3 separate regions of the Mus musculus genome follow, and all the other regions are linked to region 1. The links are chromatin contacts, called in public HiChIP or PLAC-seq maps. All regions are on one chromosome and are shown on one strand. Each heading gives the region's core, a stretch centred on a gene start, on an enhancer-like site or on the middle of the called end of the contact. The rest is flanking DNA. Distances are from core to core; before and after follow the strand shown. Region 1 overlaps Rad51b (RAD51 paralog B). Region 2 overlaps Rad51b (RAD51 paralog B). Region 3 overlaps Rad51b (RAD51 paralog B).

Evidence for each region. HiChIP or PLAC-seq counts read pairs in DNA pulled down with a chosen protein or histone mark.
Region 2: a contact with region 1 is called in a FOXA1 HiChIP or PLAC-seq map of pancreatic cancer cells. The contact joins two enhancer-like sites. A contact is called at or near these places in 2 of 15 datasets of contacts at CTCF or cohesin (CD8 T cells and the NIH/3T3 cell line), 3 of 115 datasets of contacts at active chromatin or transcription factors (CD8 T cells, large pre-B cells and pancreatic cancer cells) and 1 of 9 other capture datasets (embryonic stem cells).
Region 3: a FOXA1 HiChIP or PLAC-seq map of pancreatic cancer cells shows a contact between it and region 1. The contact joins two enhancer-like sites. A contact is called at or near these places in 1 of 15 datasets of contacts at CTCF or cohesin (large pre-B cells), 5 of 484 Hi-C or Micro-C datasets (the HPC-7 cell line, the N1E-115 cell line, cranial neural crest and 1 more), 11 of 115 datasets of contacts at active chromatin or transcription factors (CD8 T cells, the NIH/3T3 cell line, embryonic fibroblasts and 6 more) and 1 of 9 other capture datasets (embryonic stem cells).

What each region holds. Positions count from the first base shown.
Region 1 is chr12:79,381,593-79,385,759 of GRCm38.p6, reverse strand. All of the region lies in intron 7 of Rad51b (RAD51 paralog B), which reads right to left. Among named protein-coding and RNA genes, the nearest start is that of Rad51b, 86 kb to the right of the region's middle. Within about 2 kb of position 2,004, at least 74 of the 459 cell types and tissues checked have an H3K27ac peak or open chromatin away from gene starts, as enhancers often do. A contact at or near this core is called in the NIH/3T3 cell line, heart atrium and pancreatic cancer cells, where this site is marked.
Region 2 is chr12:79,557,667-79,561,860 of GRCm38.p6, reverse strand. All of the region lies in intron 7 of Rad51b (RAD51 paralog B), which reads right to left. Among named protein-coding and RNA genes, the nearest start is that of Gm36048, 240 kb to the left of the region's middle. Within about 2 kb of position 2,265, at least 49 of the 459 cell types and tissues checked have an H3K27ac peak or open chromatin away from gene starts, as enhancers often do. A contact at or near this core is called in the NIH/3T3 cell line and pancreatic cancer cells, where this site is marked.
Region 3 is chr12:79,611,520-79,615,740 of GRCm38.p6, reverse strand. All of the region lies in intron 7 of Rad51b (RAD51 paralog B), which reads right to left. Among named protein-coding and RNA genes, the nearest start is that of Gm36048, 190 kb to the left of the region's middle. Within about 2 kb of position 2,855, at least 163 of the 459 cell types and tissues checked have an H3K27ac peak or open chromatin away from gene starts, as enhancers often do. A contact at or near this core is called in the NIH/3T3 cell line, heart atrium and pancreatic cancer cells, where this site is marked.

The sequences.
Region 1 (4,167 bases), core at 755-3,254:
GGTCTCAGTGAGAGACTCGGTCTCAGAGAACAAGGTAGACAATGATGGAGAACAATACCCAAGGTTGACCTCTGGCTTTCACATGCACACATGCACATAAATCTACACACACACACACACACACACACACACACACACACACACACACACCATAGAGGCACCTAGCTCAGCCCATTTGTTTACTTGCAGAAATTATGTGACCGTCACATTTACCAATGACAAGTATGCCCACAGGTTGAGAACCACCGCTCTGGAGGAAACTATAAATCAGGCTTGTGGAGAAATGGTGAGGGGACAAGGTAAATAGAATCAGTGTAAAGAAGGGCGTGGCGTTTAGACTCTGCTGGTGACACCAGGCAGAGCAGGTGGAGAGGGGAACAGTTAACTCTGGGAAGATCACGGAGCCTCCAGTGGCAGCTCTGAAATGCCTTGAGGTAGTCAAGCAAAATTATTTATTTACTTAAAATGTTCAGGCCTGTTCAAAATTAGAATTGAATGCTCTGTTCTAACTGTACTCAATTAAATATTTTCAAGCTATATGCAAATCATAATTGCACTTTTAAATTTTACTCTTGTGGGGTAAAAACAACTCTTAACACTTATCTCTAACAGCAGTGAAGCCTCGGGGCTCTAGAGCTGTTCCCAGTGAACTCAGGGCTTTCCTTGCAAAACCTCCGCACTTCGCAGTTTCATGTTTATATCATAACCAGGGAGTAAAGTACACTGCCCCCTCTGCACCCCACCCTGAACACACACCCTGCTAGCAAGATAAATCGGCCAGCTTTCGGCATATGGAAGCATTTTTATATTGTCAGCTCTGGTGGGGTAGGGAGGAAAACAATTTGCAAATGCCACTCAGTGAAATACACACTTTCAAGTAAGCCTGATTAGAGAAAGGTTCGTGTGGCAAGCATCGCATTCAGTAAATCCTTCCCCTTTCGTGGAGAACGGAATGTTAACTTTGTATAAAATACAGCAGAGTGATCAAGAAAGATGGAAATCAAGTAAAAACTGTAAGATTCTTCAGGACATGGGAGATTATTAAAGAACTGGTCTGAAATATGTAAGCAAATGAGCTAATTTTTATTTTAAATTCCTTATCCAAATAGTGAAGTGTCGGGAAAAGGAATGGGGCTGGGGAGGGGGGCAGCTAGAGAAGGCTAAGCAGACTCTTCAAAGAGCCGCACCAGGCTCCTCCTGACACCCCCCAAGCCTGCTGCTCCCCCTCATTTCTTTACCTCCTTTCTATAGAGCAGGAGTGGTGCCTGTGCAGAGCACACAGGACTCACGAGAAGACAACCCAGAGCCATCATAGGGTGGCTATCACCAGGATGCTCTATGGAAGGCTGGGCTGCAGACAGGAGGTACTGGGGTGATCTAGACAGTAAATGTGTATTTACATATCCTGTATGTCTTGCTTTCCCAAGGGCATGATCCCTCACCCCACTCCCCCAAAATCACTAGCAAAGGACCAAAGGCAATAGTCAAAAGGTGGAATCTTTTCTAGCCCTTGAATTTCTCTAATTCAAGTATTTCTGCAATAGAGTAAGGATTTTTTTTTTCCTTAAACACACATATGCACAAATAACAGGGAGAGACTGGTTTTTGTTTTGTTTTGTTGGGTTTTAGTTTTGTATAAACATCAGTAATTTAGCCACAAGGAAACCAAAAATGTTCAAATAATAACCTGAATCACAGACTCAAATTATAAGTAATCCTAAAACCAAGCCTAAACAGACTATGCGATGGCTCTAATGGAAAAAGACAAATGTTGAATCAGTGTCTCAGGCATCAGCAGAGAAGCTCCCTCTTGTAACAGATGGGAATGAAGCAGAGAGACCTACCTACAACCTGACAAGAATTGGCAGAGGGAGAGACTTTGGAGTACTGGGTCCTAAAAAGATGTCTTCATGGAAGCCGTCCTCTCAAGGCTCAGAGAACTGTGCAGAAGGGGAGGCAGAGAGACTGAAAGAGCCAGAGGGGTGGGGCATGACTGACATCAAGAAAACACTTCCAGATACCAGGGGACTGACTCACGAGTGAGCTCCCAGAGACTGTGGCAGCATGCACAGGGCTTGCATGGGTTCTAGTCAGATGGGTCCTGGCCCTGAGAAAGAGAATATTTTTCAAAAATCGGTTTTCTCCAGTGGAGCCTCACTATGTATATAAACCACACTTCAGGGTAGGCTTCATGCTCAGCAGTAGGTCAACTCAAACCATACTTAGCTGAATATTTGTACACTTTTGTGTCTCATATTGCTTTGTTTGGGCAACTGTTTATCATCTGGTCTTTTGTTGGTATATTATGGTTTCTGATTGTGTTTTTATGGTGTGTGTGTGTGTGTGTGTGTGGAAGAGAGAGAGAGTTTTTCTTGAGCTTCTTCTTCTTCTTTTTTCTTTAATTCTAGGGGTTTTGAGAGAGTCTTTATTATTGGAGCCATGGAGACAGGGATAAGATGGAGAAAAAGAAACCATGATCAGAACATACTGATGAAAAAAATACCTTATTTTCCATTTTAGAACAAGAAGATGAATGTGCCTCTGTCCTCTGACTTTAAGCAAATATTCTCCCTGAGTCTTTAGGGTACAAAGGAGACAATGAGGAGGAGGAGGAAAACTGAGAGAAGGTTAAAACTAACAATGCAAACAGAGCTGTGTCTTAGCTAAGCACAGAACTTAACGTCACTAAAAGAGCCCAGCTGTCTTTCCCACTGGCATGCTCTCTGGACTCATTCTTCCAGAATGTACTAAAAGTACTAAGAATGCTATGGAACACAATTAGCCACATTATTTACAGGCTATTTCAGGTTGTAAACTTATATTATTATTATTTTAACTTTTCTCAGTGAATGAGAAGATGATGAAACTAAATTTCAGTTATTTGTCTTCTCTCTCTCTCTCTCTCACCCTCTCTCTCTCTCTCTCTCTCTCGTGTGTGTGTGTGTGTGTGTGTGTGTGTGTGTGTGTGTTTGTGTATGTGTATCAAATTCATGGAAACTTTAAAAAATAGAAGTAAATTTCTTGTTTATCTAATAAATTCTGCTTATCTCAGTAAAAGAACCTGGCCAGCCCATAATGAAGTAGGATAGGGGTCAGTGTTCCTATCTGTCCTGCTCCAGGCAACCTGTACACTTTTGCTTTGACATCTCAAGGCTAACTGCCAATTCTGATGGTTAGCCAAAGGGGAAGGGTTTTCTTTAATTAATCTCTTCATGCAGCAATTCATCAGGAAACTGATGAAATGTAGCCGCATACCATACTAAAGTCAGCTAATCCCCATGCATGGCTCTGGGAGTTATCCTTCGTTCAGCAGCATCCTGGGGAGAAGGTTTTACAGTCAAGTCAAGGTTCCTAGCTGCTCAATCAGAGCATTCAGCAAAAGGCACACAGGAAGTAAAGGATATTGCATTTGGAAAATTGGAATTCTCTTTGGAAAGAGAAATTAACTAACCCACTTAAACAAATTAAAAATAGAGAAATAAACTGTGCTGGCATTACATGTTAATACAACAGGAATTTGAAGTTTAAGAACTACTTGGGCCAGAAACAGTCTAAAGTGGCTTTACGAGAATGGAAAGAACATAATGAGATTTGGGTTGACAAAAGAAGTAAAGAATTGAAAAAACAGGAGGGGAGACAGGAGAGTGTAAGCAAAGGGATACAGCAAGACAGGGAACTTTCTGCATGTGGTCTGAGGGATTTAGATGGACTTTAGTCTACAGTAGAAGCAATTAAGTAAAGTAGGTGTTTAAAATAAAATTGGTTGAGGGCTAGGGTGATGGCTTCATGGTTAAAAGCACTGGTTGATTATGTAGAAAACCCGGATTTGGCTCCTTGAGCACCTACCAGGTGGTCACAACTTCCCATTAACTCCAGTTCCAGGAAATGGAAGCCCTCCTCTGTTCTTCATGGGCAGCAGACACAGATGTGGCACACATACACAGATGAACACAAACACTCATAGGCATATTTTTAATAAATAAATAATCTTCTAAAGAGAAACAGTTGAACAAGTGGAGGAAGTCTGGTTTGTGGTTGCATTTAAATGTCAAGGAGGCAAATCTAACCCTGAAGATTAGATCGGTGAGGCACAATTAGTTATCACAAGGGAGGCAGCAACTTGAGTCTCTTTCCAGTGGATGGTTTAAAAACAACAACAACAACAAC
Region 2 (4,194 bases), core at 1,016-3,515, 180 kb before region 1:
ATAACACTCAAGGAGCTGAAGGGGTCTGCAACCCTATAGGTGGAACAACAATATGAACTAACCAGTACCCCAGAGCTTGTGTCTCTAGCTGCATATGTAGCAGAAGATGGCCTAGTCGGCCATCATTGGGAAGAGCGGCCCCTTGGTATTGCAAACTTTATATGCCCCAGTACAGGGGAACGTTAGGGCCAAGAAGTGGTAGTGGGTGGGTAGGGGAGCAGGGCAGGGGGAGGGTATAGGGAACTTTCAGGATAGCATTTGAAATGTAAATAAAGAAAATATATCATTAAAAAATAAAAAAGAAAGAAAAGGACCAAACACTACACTCCAAGCCATAGTGGTTCATGAAATGAACTTGGATGACCATGCCAAGCATGAGAAAGAAAGAAAGAAAGAAAGAAAGAAAGAAAGAAAGAAAGAAAGAAAGAAAGAAAGAAAGAATCCAAAACAATACCACAATGAATTATACAGAGCAAAGGCATCTATGATTTTGAGAATGCTTTGTCTTAGTCTTATAAGTATACGGTAACTCATGATCAGCAGCAGTGCACATCCAAACGCAGTTTTTATCGTGGCTCACAGTGACCAGGTTTGAAACTTACTCTAAGAGGGAAGCAAATAAGCAGGAATTGGGAGGCCAGTTAGAAGGTGTTGAAAATAGAGTCAGCACATCCTGGAGGGAGGCATGTGAAGAAACCTGATGATTTCATCAGAGCTGAATGAGAAGGGATCCCTCTGATGACTCATGCATGGCTAGATTTCCATCAATCATTAATTTGAAAAATGAATGAGTGGGCAAAGGAACAAACCAGTAATGATGAGGACACGGTAACTCTAGCTAAAATTAGAGGTTTCTTCAAAATTAACTACAGAAAACACACACACATACACACACACACACACACACACACACACACACACACACGCACACACACACAATCTTAACAAGTTAAAATTGTAGGCTCTCGCTTTACCCTTTAGTTGTTCCAGCTTTGTCCAGGACCCCAACCTTATACCCACAGGGCACATGGGATATAAGCCTGCCAAAAATAATTATGTGCTGAATAAACTAATAAGTGGGGCAAATTAAAATGAAAACATACTGAGACTGAGAGGGAAATGAAGTGTTCTATATTTTTTAAATTAAGGAAAGTAATCAAGTTAGAATAGTCCTTTTTCCTTTGAAGTTATAACCAAAAGTCACATTTTACAAAGCTGAAAAAGGGCATCGTCTCTATTACAGTCTCACGACCAAGCATTGTGCCTCCTTTGCTATGAAGCACTGGTGCACCACAATCCTCTTTGTCACACTGTTGGCTCCCATTCGCTCGCTTCTTACAGTTTTGCAAGAGACTCAAAGTCATAAGTTTGCGATTGTAAACACTTTCCTTGGTAAAGGGCACATACAGTCTTGCTTAAGAGAAAAGATATGATATGTGGAGGATATCCAAGAAACTTAAAGCTACGACGTAACTGCAGAGACCATGGTAATCTATTCCTTACTTTCTGGTCTGTAGTTTGTCTGGGGCTCTTTGATTACACCTGACTTACATCATTCTGTTGCTGATCCTAATCTATATCAGTCACCTATTCAATGTTCACTCCCTCAAGGGCAGTAACCATGTCTTCTCCTATTACTGTAATGTCCATAATGCTGAACAGTCCTCAACACGGTGGATACTGTATACTTCTTAACCAATCTAACAGGAAGATGCAAACAGAGATGCCCTAATTTCAAGGACTAACAATAACATTAGACTGCTCTCTTCATCAAGCCATGACAATCCTGAACATATTTTCTCCCTTGTTATCTTTGTCTTCCATTACAGAAGTGTAAGTGCCTCTTTCCAAACTGAAAAACATTTTCCATTGTAAGTTATACTCACAGCTGGGATCCTGAAATGTTCCCCCAGCAAAGATTTCTATCTGTGCTGCAAAGGGAGAAAGTGCAATGCATGAGCTTAATTCTTTAAACAAATCCAGAAACTCTGGTCCTTGGGCCTAGACAGCCCTCTTAGCTGGCTTGTTTGTTTAATGCCCCATTGCTACTTACCCTTGAGCTCCTGCTGGTAAGCAGTCAAGTGAGTGTGATCAGACTGGGACAGACTAGTGCTGGCGCGGTGGGTATGATCTCTATTATTCTAACAGCTAACATGCCATCCTACACAAAAAGAGCATTGAAAAAGGTAGATACCATGGAGAGGAAGCAGAGGTTAAGAAGCAGCCTAAACAAATACGTTACTCAGAACAGCTCATTTCCCAGCACTCTTGCTTCATCTTGGCTTGGTTAAACAGACTGCAGGCAAAGGGTAAGCATATCACCTTTTACTGTGGTTGATTGTCCATTTTAACTTTTAGATATTGTAGAAAAGTCAGGTTGCTGTGTCATACAGCCGTCACTGAACACTTGTGGTAATACTTCTGAAAGAAATAGTAACTACTTTTAAGAGAATTCCAAGTTCACTGTCAGTCTCTTAGCTTTTCCTCAGAGCACTTCTGAGAAACCAAATACGAATGTTTCTCATCTATTGATGAAGAAACAAGAGAAATATGCAGTTTTGCGCCAAGCAAACCATTTGGATGCTGCTTAGAAAATATGGCCTTGGTCCTCTGTATGGATGCCCCTTGTTGCTGAGGAAACTGGAACAACAACAACAACAAAAACAGATTAAAATATAAGGTAGTATGGAGTACTTCCTGAATAGGTCAAATAAAGCAGTGCACAGAACAGCACTGACACCCAAGTGCAAGGCCAAGGGAAATGTAAGAATGGAAGAAGCGCAGGAATGCTGTCCTGAAGGAGATGAGGGAAGAACGGAAGGCTGAGGGAACAGCATTATATAACCAGGCAAGACAGGCAGAAGCACGTCATGTTCAGGTGACCCAATGGAGCCTGTGTGGATGGAACTGAGATTACTGAGTGAAAGCCCACATGAATGAAAACCACAACAGAGTTAACCCCAAGCCAGGCAGTGGGAACACAAGCCTGTAATCCCAGCATGAGAAAGGCAGAAGCAGGAAGGTCACAGTGAGTTCAAGGCCAGCCTGGTCTACAAAGCTAGTTCCAGGAAAGCTAGGGCTACACAAAGAAACCCTGTTTCAAAAACCCAAAACCAAAATAGTAATAATAATAATAACAACAATAAAAAGGTAACCTTAAAGTTTAGAAAAATTCTGAGTGACTAAAAAAAAGGAACTGAACATGATTTTTGTTATGAAGCTGAAAATATATAAATGTGAAAATATAAGCTGCCCCTAAGTTATCTGAGTAAAAGCTCTCCTCTGATATTCATTCACAAAATGTTCCGATCTAAACTTCTGATTATAGCCTCTTTGATCAAAGACAAATCTTTTATTTTTAATTCTTACAAAACTATATATCTATAAAACAGAGATCAGGGAGAGAGACATAGCCTTACAGATTGGTCACTCAATTACAGCACAGAAAATGTTACTTTCAGAGACAATGACAGAGGAAGAAGTGTCCAAAAAGATACCATGAAAGGCTCCACGTGAGCACTGATTCTTGCTGGGTCCTCCTGGTTAAGGTTAATAAATAAAAGGACACAGCAGCTGACACTTATGATTAACCATGGCATAGTATTTCAAGCTATGAACAACGGGAGAGTTTCGGGAACCAGCAGAACTCATACATTCATTCAACATATGACCTTGGCTTGTCTGGCCTGTAGGTGACCCGAATTGAAGAGAAATGTCTGGCTTAAAATTTAACTGGGTGTCTGAAATCCTATGTCACATGGCTGGAAGTCAGTAATGTTGCAATTTCTGGAACCTCCACTTCTGTCAATGCGACTGGAAGGTGTACAGGTGAATTTAAAGAGAACACTGAGAAAACTAGCTAAGTGATTAGTTTCAGACAGCTCTTGAATAATTCCCAAACACTTGGGGCCAGTCTCAGTGAACCACGATTACACAACCAAGGTAATTTTATTCCCTGCCATGAGCAAGTGCCCTCTAGATTATAGTGGTAAACAGCTCTTGGTGATTAATGAAATCAACTCTTTCTCTGCCCTCTAGTGAGGGCAAAACTCTAAAGGAGAACACACACACAAAAGTATCAACCACTGATTTACAGGCAAAGACCAAAGCGATCTAAGTGTTCTCTGAGTTTGAGAAATTACTTCTGAATATGACTTAGGCTTTCAAAAGACACCACAGATAACAAGATGAAAG
Region 3 (4,221 bases), core at 1,606-4,105, 230 kb before region 1:
TCAATAAACTGACACTCAAGAGTAGTCATTGGCTTTTTTATGCTAAAAAAAAAAAATCAAGGCAAGCTGACCTCTAACAGCTCATGCCTACTCCAGTGAAGTGCTGGGATCCCAGGATGCAGTCCTGTGCTGGGGCAGCCATTGTGTTTCTCCCACATTACTTCCCCCTGCAAACGCCTCCAGACCCCCAGCTCTACTCTCTATTTTGTTCCCTCTTTCTCTTTCTCTTCTCTTCTCTTCTCTTCTCTTCTCTTCTCTTCTCTTCTCTTCTCTTCTCTTCTCTTCTCTTCTCTTTCCTCTCCTCTCCCTCTCCCTCTCCCTCTCCCTCTCCCTCTCCCTCTCCCTCTCCCTCTCCCTCTCCTCTCCCTCTCCCTCTCCCTCTCCTCTCCTCTCCTCTCCCCTCCCCTCCCCTCCCCTCCCCTCCCCTCCCCTCCCCTCTCCTCTCCTCTCCTCTCCCCTCCCTCCCCTCCCTCTTTCTTTCTTTCTTTCTTTCTTTCTTTCTTTCTTTCTTTCTTTCTTTCTTTCTTTCTTTCTTCCTTCCTTCCTTCCTTTCTTCCTTCCTTCCTTCCTTTCTTTCTTCCTTTTAACTGTTAGATCCCAATCCCTGAAGTCCCTGTCCTGAGCTGTCACTCAGAAGTAACTATGGGGCCTTCAGTGAATTAGTGCTGGTGTCCTAAGGCTGTGAACAGGCCTGGGCAACACTCAGAAGGCCTGTTCCTGGAGGACTCATGGGGTGGGAGGTAGGGAGCCTATTTTGAGTGTGTTTTTTCTTCCTGTGGAGAAAAATACTAAGGCCGCCATCACTGTGCTGTTCAGTGTGGAATTACAGAGGCCAAGAACTCTGTAGTATTTGAAAACATTTCATTAAAGGAACTGACTGAATTCTGGTTTGTTTCCCTGAAAATGTAAGCTATGGAGCAGACATTGTAGTAAGAAAACTACACCCCTTGACACAGAAGCAAATATAGAAACAAGCTGTGACTCATTTTCACCATCCCTCCAGTCCCAAGACTTTAAAGCATGATCCACAGAATGAAGCCCCCCCCCCCCCCGTAAAGACCCACTACACATTTACTGTGGTTCCAAGGGCAAAGGAAACCAATTAATTGGAAAAGTGTGAAGATAAAGACCTTCCAGGGGGAGGGAAGGGAGGTGGAATAAAAGAAAGGACCGACAAGAGCAAAAATATCATAAATTAATCATTCAAAATGGGTGCAAAATACTAGAGTGGGGCAAAGCCAAGCTGTTGTTTAGTCCCTGCCCAGGGCTAATCTACACAGCACTCTAGAAGGCTCAAGAGCAGCTATTAGAGGAAACAATAAAGAAGCCCCTCCCCCTGGAAATTTGATCTCTGCTTTGGAATTTTTATGACATTTCTTTCTTAGGGAAGGAGAAGGTCTCACCACCCTCTTCCAGCTTCAAAGCCTGCAATTAATATCCTTGGCCTGCTTTATGTACGTTGTTTGAGGTATTCTCAAAAGTCATATTGCTGAATTTAATGAAAGTCCATTAGGCAACTGAATCAGCAGAACACTTGGGCCTTCATCTACAGAACTATCCTGTAGACGAGTCACCTTGGTCACATTCACGAGGCCCTTCAGTGTCACCAACGCTGTATGTGCAAAATTAGGATTTTATCAGGACTCTTAGCTGAAAACCAAAAAATGCTTTGGGTTCCCCAGTTGGGAAATGGTAGGTCGTGATGTAAGAATATGTACAAAGTGATTTTGGTTCTTGTACAAAGACACTTGGTTCTTGGTATTACGCAACAAGTGAGTTCCTGAAAAGTTGCGACTTACACAGTCTATTTTTTTTTTTTTTTAATTCTCATCGATGGAGTCACTTACAATCCACATCAGGAACTCACTACTCACTGTTTAATGAAATCTGATTGTGGTTTCAGCTGTGAGGAAAGAATGCTTTGTAATTAAAACGAAATCTTTCTGTTTGATCAATTTTCTACATTCAGACTTGTTTTTTTTTTTTTTAACTGAAGTCTCAAGGTGGGTACTGTCAGGGTGCTATCCTCAGTTGGTACACAATGTTTTGTTTTAATGGTGTTTCTTCTTTCTTAGAAAAAAAAAAAAAATCCAAAGATCCAGAGAAGTATTTCTGTAACCGGAGTTCATGCTCTCTACAACATGAAAGGACACAACTTGTACTGGTGCTTTATTTAGCTTACTGTGGCCTGCGGCCTGTGGCCTGCGAGGCATCCAGGGTAGCAGACCCCAGTACACTATTAGGTAAGAAAACAAGAACAAAAACTGGAAGCCATGTCTCACCCACCTACGGCAGCTCTGCCAGTCTAGCTACACAGCAGAATCAAGATGGCGCCATGCCAGCAAAACAAAAATCTGCCTTCTGTTGTTGTTTGGTTTGTTTGCTTGTTTTTGTGATCTTCAGCGTATCTGAGTTAGTGGGGACAGTGAGTGATCGTAGGGTAATGGCTTACTATGATCTTCAGGCTCAGTCTGCTGTCCCTCTGAGAAATATCTAATGAACTCAAGGGAAGGTCTTACCTTCAGACACCCATGACCCAAATGACATGCCAAGGCAAGAGTGCCAGCACCACTGTGTGCTCCCATCACAATCTGCCCTTCGAGGCAGCTGCTGGCAGGCAGTGTCTGCCCTCTACTACCAGAATGCAATGGGGCAGAAAAATTAAACTGCAAGTGGGCTGAGGGAATAAAGGGAGAAGGAAACTTAAAGGCAGTATCTTGGAAGCATATGTTTCAGACTCACTGCGGGCAGTTCCCTGTCAAGCAGAGATCAGCCAGGTTGGTTAGCCTAATCTCCCCAAGCCACAGATGGTCTAGGCCTCCTCATTCCTGTCCCTGGGACCACAGCCAGTGGTGTGGCCACCCTGCCACCTAGCGTTCAGTGTGAAAACAAGCAGCACGTCTTGACAATGCATGCTGGGTTTCAAGAAGAGCCAGAAAAGGGAGCCAAGAACTTTGCTAAATTCCCTATCCCTTGTTCCCTTGTTTGTTTTTGTTTTAAATGAAGGTTATTCAACGCTGGCAGCCTAGTGAGACACTGCCAATAACCCCAGCAGCCCCTCACATCTGAAGGGGAAGCAAAGAGTACTGGGTCTGAAGTGAAGGCGCGGAGGAGAAGGCCCATTCCCTCCACATATGGTAAATGGTGTGGCTACGGCAGCACTGTCTCGGGCAGGGCAGGAAAAGTGTAGCCGTTGCAGGAGAAGATGAGGAAAAGGGACTGCTTTTTAAAACATCATTTTAGCAACACGCATGGTGGGGCAATGAGATAAGCCGTGGGCTTGGCCTGCACGCCTGGGCGTGAGCCCCGCTCAGCAGCTTCCTAGCAGTGTGGTTGGGTCACACACAGCTTCCAGCTTCAGTTCTGTTTCTGGAAAACAGCTGTACTTAGATGTGTCTTTCCTACTTCCACAAAACTGCCTTGAGGGTCTGCTCGAACAAAATGTATGCGGGGGCACTTTGAGCAAAAATTCTGTGGGCTAGAATTAGAACATAGGTTAAAATTAGAGTGTTCCAAATACATTTCTTTAAAATTATGCTTCATCCAGGATAACGAGCCCACCTTGACAAGCCACTTCAATGTCTTACATATTCACAATATTTTTTTTTCAAGACAGGGTTTCTCTGTGTAGCTCTGGCTGTCCTAGAACTTTCTCTGTAGGCCAGGCTGGCCTCAAACTCACAGAAATCTGCCTGCCTCTGCCTTTAATCTGCTGGGATTAAAGGTGTACCACCACTGCCTGGCCCACAAAATTTCTTAAAGCAACAGGACTGAATTCCCTTCTTCTGGACAGAGCTCACATTGTGATGACAAGCCAGGCATGAGGAGGCAGGGCTTTTCTTTGCTGTTCCTGAACTAACTTTCTGTGTAACTTCAAGCAAAGCCACTTCGCTGTCCTCAGTTGCAGTTTGTAAATACACAGATAAGTCAGCTGTAGACTGAACAGCCACCTCCTGCCACTTCTAAGATAAAAAGATGGCTTGCTTCTGATACCCACTCTTCCCCTTACACGAAACAGTCTTGAGGATCCAGTAGGATTTCTTTGGAAACTTAAGCTCATCACAAACCAATACAATGCAATTTTTCCAGAAAAATCCTAAAAGCTGTATGCTAGAAAAGACAGTCTTGGGAAGAAAAAGGTGGCCACTGAAGTATGAATGTGTTCGTATCCATATCAGAACATCCCAGGCTGCTCACAAATGGCTGTGGCCTGAAACAGCT